Regions from separate parts of the Anser cygnoides genome. Here region 2 is linked to region 1. The links are chromatin contacts, called in public Hi-C maps. All regions are on one chromosome and are shown on one strand. Each heading gives the region's core, a stretch centred on a gene start, on an enhancer-like site or on the middle of the called end of the contact. The rest is flanking DNA. Distances are from core to core; before and after follow the strand shown.

Region 1 (4,925 bases), core at 663-3,162:
CCTGTGTAGTCGGAGTGGAGACTTGTCTCCTAAACACTTTTCACTTTTGTAATATTTATCTTCCTGTGTCCCTCTACTTGTCAGGTCTTTTACCAGATTGTAGTCCAATTTATGATTCTTGGGTTTGTAGTTTGACTTCTCCAGCCCACAGTCCACTTCGAGGTCTTTATTTTTGTTGGTGTTTTTGAGCTGGGAAGCTGGAATGAGATTGTCCTTCTGGAAGTCAGACAGGTTGTTCATTGTCTCCAAGTCCTGCTCTGGGTGCATCCTCATCTGCCTGATGACCATTGCTATCATGCAGAACAGTATGAGCAAAGCCACCAGCCCCACTCCCATGGATATGGCAATCCAGGGGACTGGTTTAGGAGGAAGTGTAATGGGCACTGAATAAACTGGTAATTCACAGCGGCTGCCCATGAAGCCAGAAGGACAGTAGCAGACAAAGTTGGCACTGTAAAGTCCACTGTAGCATGTGCCTCCATTCTCACATGGCCCAGAAGCACATTCGTCTCTGGTTTTGATGTCACAGTTCCTGCCACTATAGCCTGGCAAACATGTGCAGGTGTAATCGTTGATCAGGTCGTGACAAGTTCCCCCATTGGAACATGGGTTCCTGGCACAGTCATTGATGTTTATCTCACATTTCTGACCAGAGAAACCAGCCCGACAACGACACACGCGAATCTGACCAAGGTAAAAGCAATTACCATCTGAGGAAAAAAAGTAAAATAAAAGAAAAAAATCAGTCTCCAATAAAACATAAAGCTCTGCCCGTAAGCATTTTATACGACCTCAAGAAGAGGGAGGTTATTTTACCAAACAACCACACATCGAAAAGTTCCTTCTAGCTTACCCGTCACCCTTTAAAAATATGCCCCTTCTAAATAGGTGATAAAGTTAATTGAATGTGCATAGTTCTGCCATCTATCCCATCCCATATCCCATCCTATCCCATCCAACTTGTGCATTTTTTTCCTGCGTAGAAAGTGCCAGTGAAAGTCGTCCCCCTTGCCCCAAGAGGCCAAAATTAGGGTAGACGTGGAATACAGTGAGGGAGAGAGACTAATGTATTAGAGGAAGAGTAGAGGTCAGATTGGATTTCTATCACTTCTGCACTGAAAAGCACAAACAAATCAAGGAGACGTGAGAGTTTTTGATAAAAAGACTCACCATTTGCACATGGGTTGCTTGTGCACCTGTCTACTTTTTTTTCGCAGTTCGACCCCGTGAAGCCAAAAGGGCAAACGCAAGTGTAGCTGGCCCCTTGTTCTTTTTCCAAGCATGTGCCACCATTAAAGCATGGAGAATCGATACACGTCAAAGCGCTGTGCTCACAGTGAGTTCCATAGTAGCCAGGGGGGCAGAGGCAGTGATAACCATTCTCCAGATCCTGCAAAACACAACATTAGCCATTGTAATTTGATGCCACCAAAGGATAGCTGCTTGCGCATTTATTTTTGGTCAGCGTGTGCTGTTCTGTCCCAAAAGACAGAACTGAACTTTTGACTGTGGCAAAAGTGATATTTTCAGAGTAAATAACTGCAGGCTGGTCTGTGAGAGATAGAGCCGAGAATTGGCCGTATTCATCGTGCAGGAGTAATCATGCAACTACACAAGCAGAGCAGACGCAGTTGTAGGGAGCCTAGAGGCAACTAGGCAAAAACATGACTAACACCACTACTATCTAAGAGGATGCCTGATGTCAACCTACACAGCTGTGGTCAGGACATTTATCCTCTCCATGAGAGCCTTTTATTTTTTATTTTTTAATAAAAAAGGGGGTTATTTTGCTTTGCTATTGAGAAGTCCCTCCACTTAGATAACAACAAAACTCATCTCTTCTTTGCAAGTAATGTATGTCCAAGGCCTTGGGAGAAGGGAGTTGGGTCTTGCAGCATTAGCTTTAATCAAAACATGCATTGGATTACATCTGATATTTGTAAGCCATCAGTCGTTATCAACAGGAAGGATCAATCATTGACTGGCTCTGAAAATACATTGAAACACGAGACTGCAGAAAACTAAAAATGAAGAACCCTGTTTTGCAGAAAGTGTTTCATCTGATTGTCTTTGTATCAACTGGCACTACGCTCCATAACAGAAAGCAGACGTTTTATTTATTATTAAAATACAGACTCGGCACATTTTGGTATGAACCTTCATTTGGGAAACTTATTTTTTTAAAGATCTGCTCCCTCACAAACCTTGAATCTTGCCAAGATCTCGTAATGGCTGCCACAGAAACCTAAGGATCAGTTGACTAGTTCTAATCTAGATGATACATCTCCTCCTGTAACAGACTTCCTCCCCTGACACGTCCAGGGAAGGGTTCAGTATGATAGTTGTGAGCGTCAGTAATGAACCTGTGTACTATCGAATTCCCATTATGTTGTTACAAAACCATTTCTGGAAAGGTATACTGGGGCTTGCTTCACACAAAGACTTTACATTTAAAATGCCCTTACCGTGCAACTACCACCGTTCCTACAGGGATTGCTGTCACACTCGCTGATCTCATGTTCGCAGTCAACACCGGTAAAGCCAGGTTTGCATGAACACGTATAGCTGCCCTGGCCGGTGTTCATGCAAGTTGCTCCGTTTTTGCACGGTCTGTGGTGAGTACAGTAGTTCAGATCTGCAAAGATACCATGTGTTAGGGAAGAGAGTCTTTGATGGCTGAAAAAAGACATTCATACAAAAACACCATAGTCAACAGTAAAGAAAGAATTTTCAATTTTAAAAGTCTTCAATTTTGCTATTAATAGGAATACTGGAGGTTATTATTCAGATTATTATCAGTAATAATCAGATGTTTCAGATTGTTACGAATTTTACATATTGCTCTCCGTCTATCACTTGAGCTCTGAATTTTGGAAACTTATCTTTCTTAATGCTTTGCTATACTCTCCCTTTTTTGTGTGTGTAAACCTGTTAGCTGTAATGGGATGTGGATGCCAAAATGTACTTTGTGTGTATTCTCAGAAAGACGCTCCAAGGCGTAATGGACAGACAGTCCGTGCACAACATGTCACATACTAAAAGAATTAGCCCAATCTTTAAAAGGTGTGCTCCAAGGCACGTTCTGGGAAGGCAGGAAGGAAATAAAAATATTTAGGCTTGAAGATTTAAACAAACATTAGAAATCTTTTATTGTTTATTTACCATGCTCCCTTGTTATGAATGTTAGTAGTTTAAACTGTCTAAATGCTCTGCCAAGCTTGATGGCCCTTTTTGTTTTCACTTAGATCTGAGACAGAGGTTAAGCACACAAGTTCATAGGACGCAAGTAGAAATCTTTATAAGCACTATAAATACCATAGACTAATTGGAATACAACTGGTTAATAGGTAACTACAAACAGAAAAAAAAATCTGCAGCTTTACTTTTCCTGCCTAATTCAGACTTCCCCATCTTAATCCTATAAATGTCATGAAAACACTTAACTTGCTCTGAGTACTTAATGATCTCAGTGCCAGCAGTGCATATATGGCCTTGAGGACATGACTGCTCAGCTGGCTACAGTTCAGTGATTCAATGGGTTGAATAGGTGGAAGTGGTCTGGTGTACCTTAAAATGGAACCTGTACTTTTCATTCTTGCTTACATGATTTTTCTCTCATGCTCCAGACTTATCACATGAGTTAACTTCCTTGTATGCAAAATAAGGAAGGCCCAAATTATGGTGTTTACTGCTGCTGGAAACTGTTTAGTAAATTGTTATAGTTGTACAGGGAATACATTAAACTTAGCTTGAGAAGATAGAAAACTTGCCTGTTCAAAACTCATCCAGGTGGTGTTGTTTTTCAACACCTACCAAAAAGGCTTGCTTGTTTTCAGCCCAAACTACTACAAGTTAAGTATTAGTATCTACTAATATAATATTAGCCTTGGTACAAACTGATGCCTCTCAACGTGTACCTGGCTGAAATTTAATTCTAGATCTGATGGGTCGGATTCCTTAGTCCCGTACTGAGGAATACCCAATCTAGACCCAGAAGCACAACGTTCGGAACTAACCTTGATCACAGAAGAGGCCACCCCATCCTTCATCACAAATGCACTGCCACTGTGTTTTACAAGTCCCGTGGCGGCAGCCTATGTGGGGAATGCATTCATCGCAGTAGCGGCCTTGCCAGCCAGGACGACAGCTAAAAGAAAAGTCAAATTAAAACATTAATGACATGGAAAAGAGTTTAAGTTTCTGTTACAAGTTTCTATTACTATTCTGTTTTAACTGAAGTTCGGATTGCAATTGCCATCTACTCACATGCACTCTCCTGGCTTGTTGCAATATCCATTCTGTTCAGTACATCCAGACAGACAGATGGCTATAAAGAGAACATAAAAAAAGCAGAAATGTTTAGGTAAATACATATGCCACTACAGAGTACACTTTTAAAAGGGGGAATGTCTGCTTTTAAAAATATGCTTCGAAAACCGGTTTTGCACTTTCAAAGCTTTGTTTTAAAAATTCCTAGTACGAGGAGTTCTGGAGCAGGAGGAAGTGAACAAGGAGAGCCAACATCTGACAAGTTGTCCTTTAGTTTTTCTGCTTACACAACAAACATGAACTCTTGCAGCTCTCATACAAAAGGAGCAAGTGGTGGCTCTGCCCGTGCTAACAGAAGACTGCAAAAATCCAGCGGGACCCTGAGCCCACAGTAAGGATTCCTGCTACAACAGCGCAACATCTGCCCCATCTTCTCTGGCAGCAGAAATGGTGTAAGCCTCTGTGGGCAAGCTGTGAGCGTGTTAACTCAGAGTAGGTATGACTGACTCAGCGATAACAGCCAAGATCCCTTCTCTGCTTTCTTCACTGCTCACAGAGGTGCAGCACAGCATTAGCAGCTGCAGCAACGGGGGGTGGGGGGCAAAGTCCTCAGCGTGCCGCTTTCCACAGAGGGGAAAGGTCAGCAGGAAAACACA
Region 2 (4,925 bases), core at 1,771-4,270, 130 kb after region 1:
TGTCCCACGAGACAGGTTTTCCCACTGACTGAGTTTCCCATACGCACAAAGTATTACATAACCTTCTGGCAAAGAAAACAGCAGAGGATCGCAGTCTGACCACACTACCTCCAGCCAGAAAGCCAGACAGACGGGATACGTGGCTAGGTTAACTCATCTGCTTTGCTCCGTGAGCAAGTGAAGGATTTCTAAGGCAAGTAGATCCAGGCAGCAGTTAGCCTGGACAGGAAGATTAAAAGCAAAACAGAGCTACTGCAAGTTAAGGCCATTCACCGCCAAAGTAGCTATCCAGCAAGATGTATACAATGAAAAATTTGTATCTTGGAGGAAACAGACTACTTCCATTCTGAAGAGCATTGGCCTAATAATCTCTAGGCTGGAACAAACAGCATCCCTCCAATGCATATTCCATACCTATAACCTCCTCCACATTATCCTGAAAAACTTTAACTCCAGCTCTGTTGTTGTTGAAAAAAATCAGCAGAGTAGCGGAAAGCAGCCTGCTGACACTATGATTCCTTTTATCGCCCGTTCTGCCAATGGCTTCTCCTTGCTTCTGCCTCAACACTAGGCCAGCTGTGGGATCTTTAAAGGATTGCTGTTTTAGAGGAGAGATGCGCACACGGGAACAGACAAAGCAACCACAGTCTGAGTAGGCAGACTTTTGCTCAGCATGAGTATTTTTCCTACATGTTGATCCACAGCTTAAATTTTACCCACTCATGCAGATGTGCATTCCTTTATTTATACTTAAGCAAAACAGATGTTCTTCAGTTCAGATTGAGCTGCAATGCAAAGGCCTGAACTTGCTGTTATGAATGGTGGTTCAAAACATGCAGACAAAGCTCCCAAGGTAGAGATTCACATGATGTCACAGGTAACCAATATATATTTACTTCATATATGCTTATATAAAGGAAAGATGACTCTAATGAAGAGAAGGGGAAAAAAAAAACAACAACCCAACAAGATCTCCAAGTCACATTAATTCAGAGTCTTGAATTTTTTTCAGATTGCCACCAGGCAAAAGGCGGACTGGGACAGCAAGAGGTAGGATGTTTGAGGGATTGTTTGTTTGTTTTTTATACAGTTCAAATCAGCACATTGTAGACTTTTTAAGACTGTATCCATTAGTTATAACAACTGTAGCAGCAGCAGCATTAACATGAGGATTTTAACTAGTGTCCATAACATGACACGGATGCAGCTCTCCAGCTTACAATTCCCTGTACAAAGGAGATATGTATTTTATAACTCATATTCCTTTCAAACAGCCCAATTCCTCCATCCTGACCCCAACGTCCTCTTTCTGTTCAGGTGAGATCCTATTGCAGTATTTCCCACCCTGATTTCTGTGCAAAACTACGTTCTTCCTTAGAGCTTTGAATCTGTTCGAGGATTTAGGTTCACCAACATCGATCGAGTCCACCAGGTCAAAGTAGAGCTTTTCAGGCTGGAACTGGAGAACTTGAAGTTTACACTGCAGCTGTACTTGAGCTCTGCAACAGAATCTACAACTCTGAGAAACAGTACCTGTTCCGAAACATTGGGAATGACTCATTGAAACAGAGGAATAAATTTTTAACATCTTCCAATAATTCCAACCTAACCTTAAGGACTGCTTTGAGGAAGTTAACTTTTTACTTACACTTCTTTCAAAATCAATTTGCTTAAACTTCATTTTGCCCACTTCTATCAGGCGAAGTTTTGTTCCAAAACGGCAATGCATTCTGATGCATGAATGACTGAAATCCCGATTAGACTGTGTCTTTGCAATTAAGCAGTTTCCAAAACCTCCTTTGCCAACATCATTTGTCACCAAACAGCCATGACCGAAGACAGTGTTGCAGAAGTCAAGAAGAAAAGCTGAGTCCTTGGAAATGTATTTTCAGCTGGCAGCACGTCCCAACACTGTTTTGTTCAACACCTATTCAGGACACTTACTCTTACATAATATCATGCAACAAAATAACTTAATGTACATTAAAACAAACAGCAGGTATATATCTACTTAAGCATGTAGACTCAGAGTAATTTTGTGTGTTTATTCTTTATAATACATATATGAGTATGACAACACATATATGAGTATGACAATTCATCAATGCCACATACACAAGCATCACAACCTGTTTTCCCCAAAGACTAACAGTGGGCAACACTATATGAGGAAAAGACTTGAAATAACGTGTCCACGCATGTCCAAAAGTGTAACCCTCAGATGCCAGCTCTGCATAGCAGCGGTTACTACCTTGATGATACCAGGTAGCACAGAATCCTCTCTCAACCAATGTTTCCTCCCCCAGTGATCAATATGATGCTGTGAGGGGGCATCCAGTGGGGAACTGTTATTGAACCTAAGGGTTTTGCCTTGGATTTATCAAGAAGCATGCTTGCCATTTGTTTGCTTTCTTGCATATGAAAGAAATGACTGACTGGTCACCACACCGTCGCTTTACATTGACTGCACACCCCAAATCACCCCAAACAGTGAAGCTTTTAGAAAGCTGCCCCAGGATAGGAAACCGACCCCATGCTGGTACAACTGCCTGCACAGCCACTGTGGCTGTAGCAGTTGGGTTCCTTGACGAAGACCAAAAATAAAAAAAAAAAAAAGGGAAGCCGGCTAGGTGACCTCTGACAGCTCCCCCAGCCCCGGCATAAGCCGTGCCGCAGCGCCGTGAGGCACACCCACCACCCGCCGCCTCGGGGCACGCGGCCCTTCGGGGACACCCCTCGTCCTGAGACACCCCGGAGCCTGACGTGCCACACCGCCCACCCCCGGGCACGACACCGGGGCCCGTGCGCTCGCGCAGCGCTGCCCCGGGCAGCAGAGGGGGGCTTATTACCGGAGTGCGGGATGCCCACGGCGGCGCGGCTCTGCTGCACGGCGGCGGAGCGGTGCAGGGAGTCCTCGTACTCGTCCAGGATGGACGCCATGGCGCCCAACGGCCGCACCAACCGCCGCCGCCAACGGCCGCTTCCGCCAGCCTTCACGTGAGCCGCGTCACGTGCCCGCCCGGCGCCGCTCCGCGCCTGCGCCGTGGCCGCCGTCCCGCCCCTCCCGGAGCGCGGGGCGTGAGGGATCCTCCTCCCTAAGATGGCGGCGGAGGGAGCGTGGCGGTGGGGTGGTTTTGTCCCCGCTGTGGTCGCAGCCGCCTGGCGAGCTTGTGGCCTTGCTGTGCAGGTCCTGCGTGTCAGTGTGGTGCTCACAGCTTCTTGCCAGTCTGTCGTGTGCAGGCTGGCTGTGTGCTTTGTAAACCATCACATTAGTGCACCAGCATACTTAGCACAGCCACTGCTTAGTTGTGATGCTGCTGCGCACACATCTAGTGACGGCAAACGGCAGCTGGCTGCTTATAAACACGTCCGTACAAACTGACAAGTCTTTTCTTTAGGACTGTTTGATGCAATCTTGGCTTTGTAGCTAAACAATGATTGCCACAAAGCAAGTGGCAATCCAGCGTAAGGCTGACCTTGAATTGGGCTAGATTTACTCTGCATGTTTGTCCCATCTTTCTGGGCAAAGCTTATTAGACCCAACTTCTGTATCAATAATACTTCAGACCTGGGTTTTTGTTGTGTTTGGATCATGCCAACAGTTGTATTTACAGCTTTGCCCTCTAGTTTAAACTAGCAGACTGAATCTGGCATTAACGAAGTTAATCTTACACAACACTTTTGGGCTTCATCTGATTTATATTACTTTATAATGAGAAAATGTACGTGTATGTACTGTATGTATACGAAATATGTGTAAACTTCATAACACCTTCTGGGAGAAGCAGAGAAATGTTTTCCCACAGAGTACAGGGCACTTCACGACACAGACAGACCCATTGCAAGATTAAAGTCGGTCATCCCCATCTTTGTTTACATGTCAGCTGGCAGTGAGTGGCACCACCAGTAGCAGTGGCACATGTTTAGCTTTGCACAAACTAACACAGTTACATCTCCTTTTCCTCTGCCCTTCTTCTGCAAACCTCACCCCCATAAACATGGGTCCAAACCACAGCCCTGTGCCTCAGGCCTTCTCCCTGGTGCAGAGCCAGACATGCAGGTCCCACGCTGGCTGGGCTGCTGGAGGCTCCTGGAGCATGCCTCTGCGGGGTCACCTGTGTCTGCTTTGCTAAAAACACAAGGTGGCTTTTCCTGACTCAGCCTGTCTGCAAGCACTGACAGGAGCCTAGACCCAGGTCCAGCCCCAGCTGTTTACCATCTTTGTGTGACAGCTCTGAGCCATAACAACAAAACCACATTCCTCTGCTCTCCAATCATCCTTACCATCATAAACAGCAAGTGTTCTCATTTGGCTTCTCAAGAGGTACACACAAATTGCATTAGGTTTAGGAAAATGAGGTAGGAAGGGATTTATTCGACTATCAGATCCATTCTCCCACTCCAGGAGATACCACATCATATAGTCCTTTCTCCAGTCCTATCAAGGTCTGTCTGAAAGCGTGGGTATTTTTCCCCAAATGCTCTAGCCTGCACCTGTCTCAGATGCTGATTGCTCTCATGATTTTGAGCTCTGATTTCCACTCTAATGTAAGCCAAGTCTAGTCTGAATCAATTTGTTCTTGTTCAAACACTGTCTTGCAGTGTAAATAGTCCTCCCATTCAGGCATTAACTTCCTTCACAAAAATGAAGTTAGAACCTTCATTCTGATTTAAAACCCAAGATTTACAAGAGCAAGATCTTTCCTTTCTTCTCTTAAAAAAAAAAAAAAAAAAAAAAAAAAGAAAAGAAAAGAAAAGGAGACAGTTTCCTGGAACATACTAACATACTAGTATTTTCTGCAGCAGTTGCAGCTTCAGCTCATCTTCATGTAACATGAATTTAACCCCTCCTTTCAGATGAGGTCTCCCCTTTTGCCTTAAACAATGATGCTTATGCTTTTGTATTTTTAGCAGTACGAGACTGA

What was found. A called contact is a pair of places that touch in the nucleus more often than the background predicts.
Region 2: a Hi-C map of liver shows a contact between it and region 1, with 5 times the contacts expected there. The contact joins the promoter of VPS18 here to the enhancer-like site in region 1. A contact is called at or near these places in 2 of 7 Hi-C or Micro-C datasets (both in liver).

The regions. Positions count from the first base shown.
Region 1 is chr5:33,562,984-33,567,908 of Taihu_goose_T2T_genome, forward strand. DLL4 (delta like canonical Notch ligand 4) reads right to left here. Exons shown (of 11, transcript XM_066997823.1): 5 at 4,267-4,327; 6 at 4,017-4,147; 7 at 2,466-2,635; 8 at 1,171-1,390; 9 at 2-710. Among named protein-coding and RNA genes, the nearest start is that of DLL4, 4.8 kb to the right of the region's middle. Within about 2 kb of position 1,913, at least 1 of the 3 cell types and tissues checked has open chromatin away from gene starts, as enhancers often do. A contact at or near this core is called in liver, where this site is marked.
Region 2 is chr5:33,696,015-33,700,939 of Taihu_goose_T2T_genome, forward strand. It overlaps VPS18 (VPS18 core subunit of CORVET and HOPS complexes), which reads right to left and starts at 3,021. Exons shown (of 5, transcript XM_013192598.3): 1 at 2,850-3,021. The coding sequence starts at 2,940.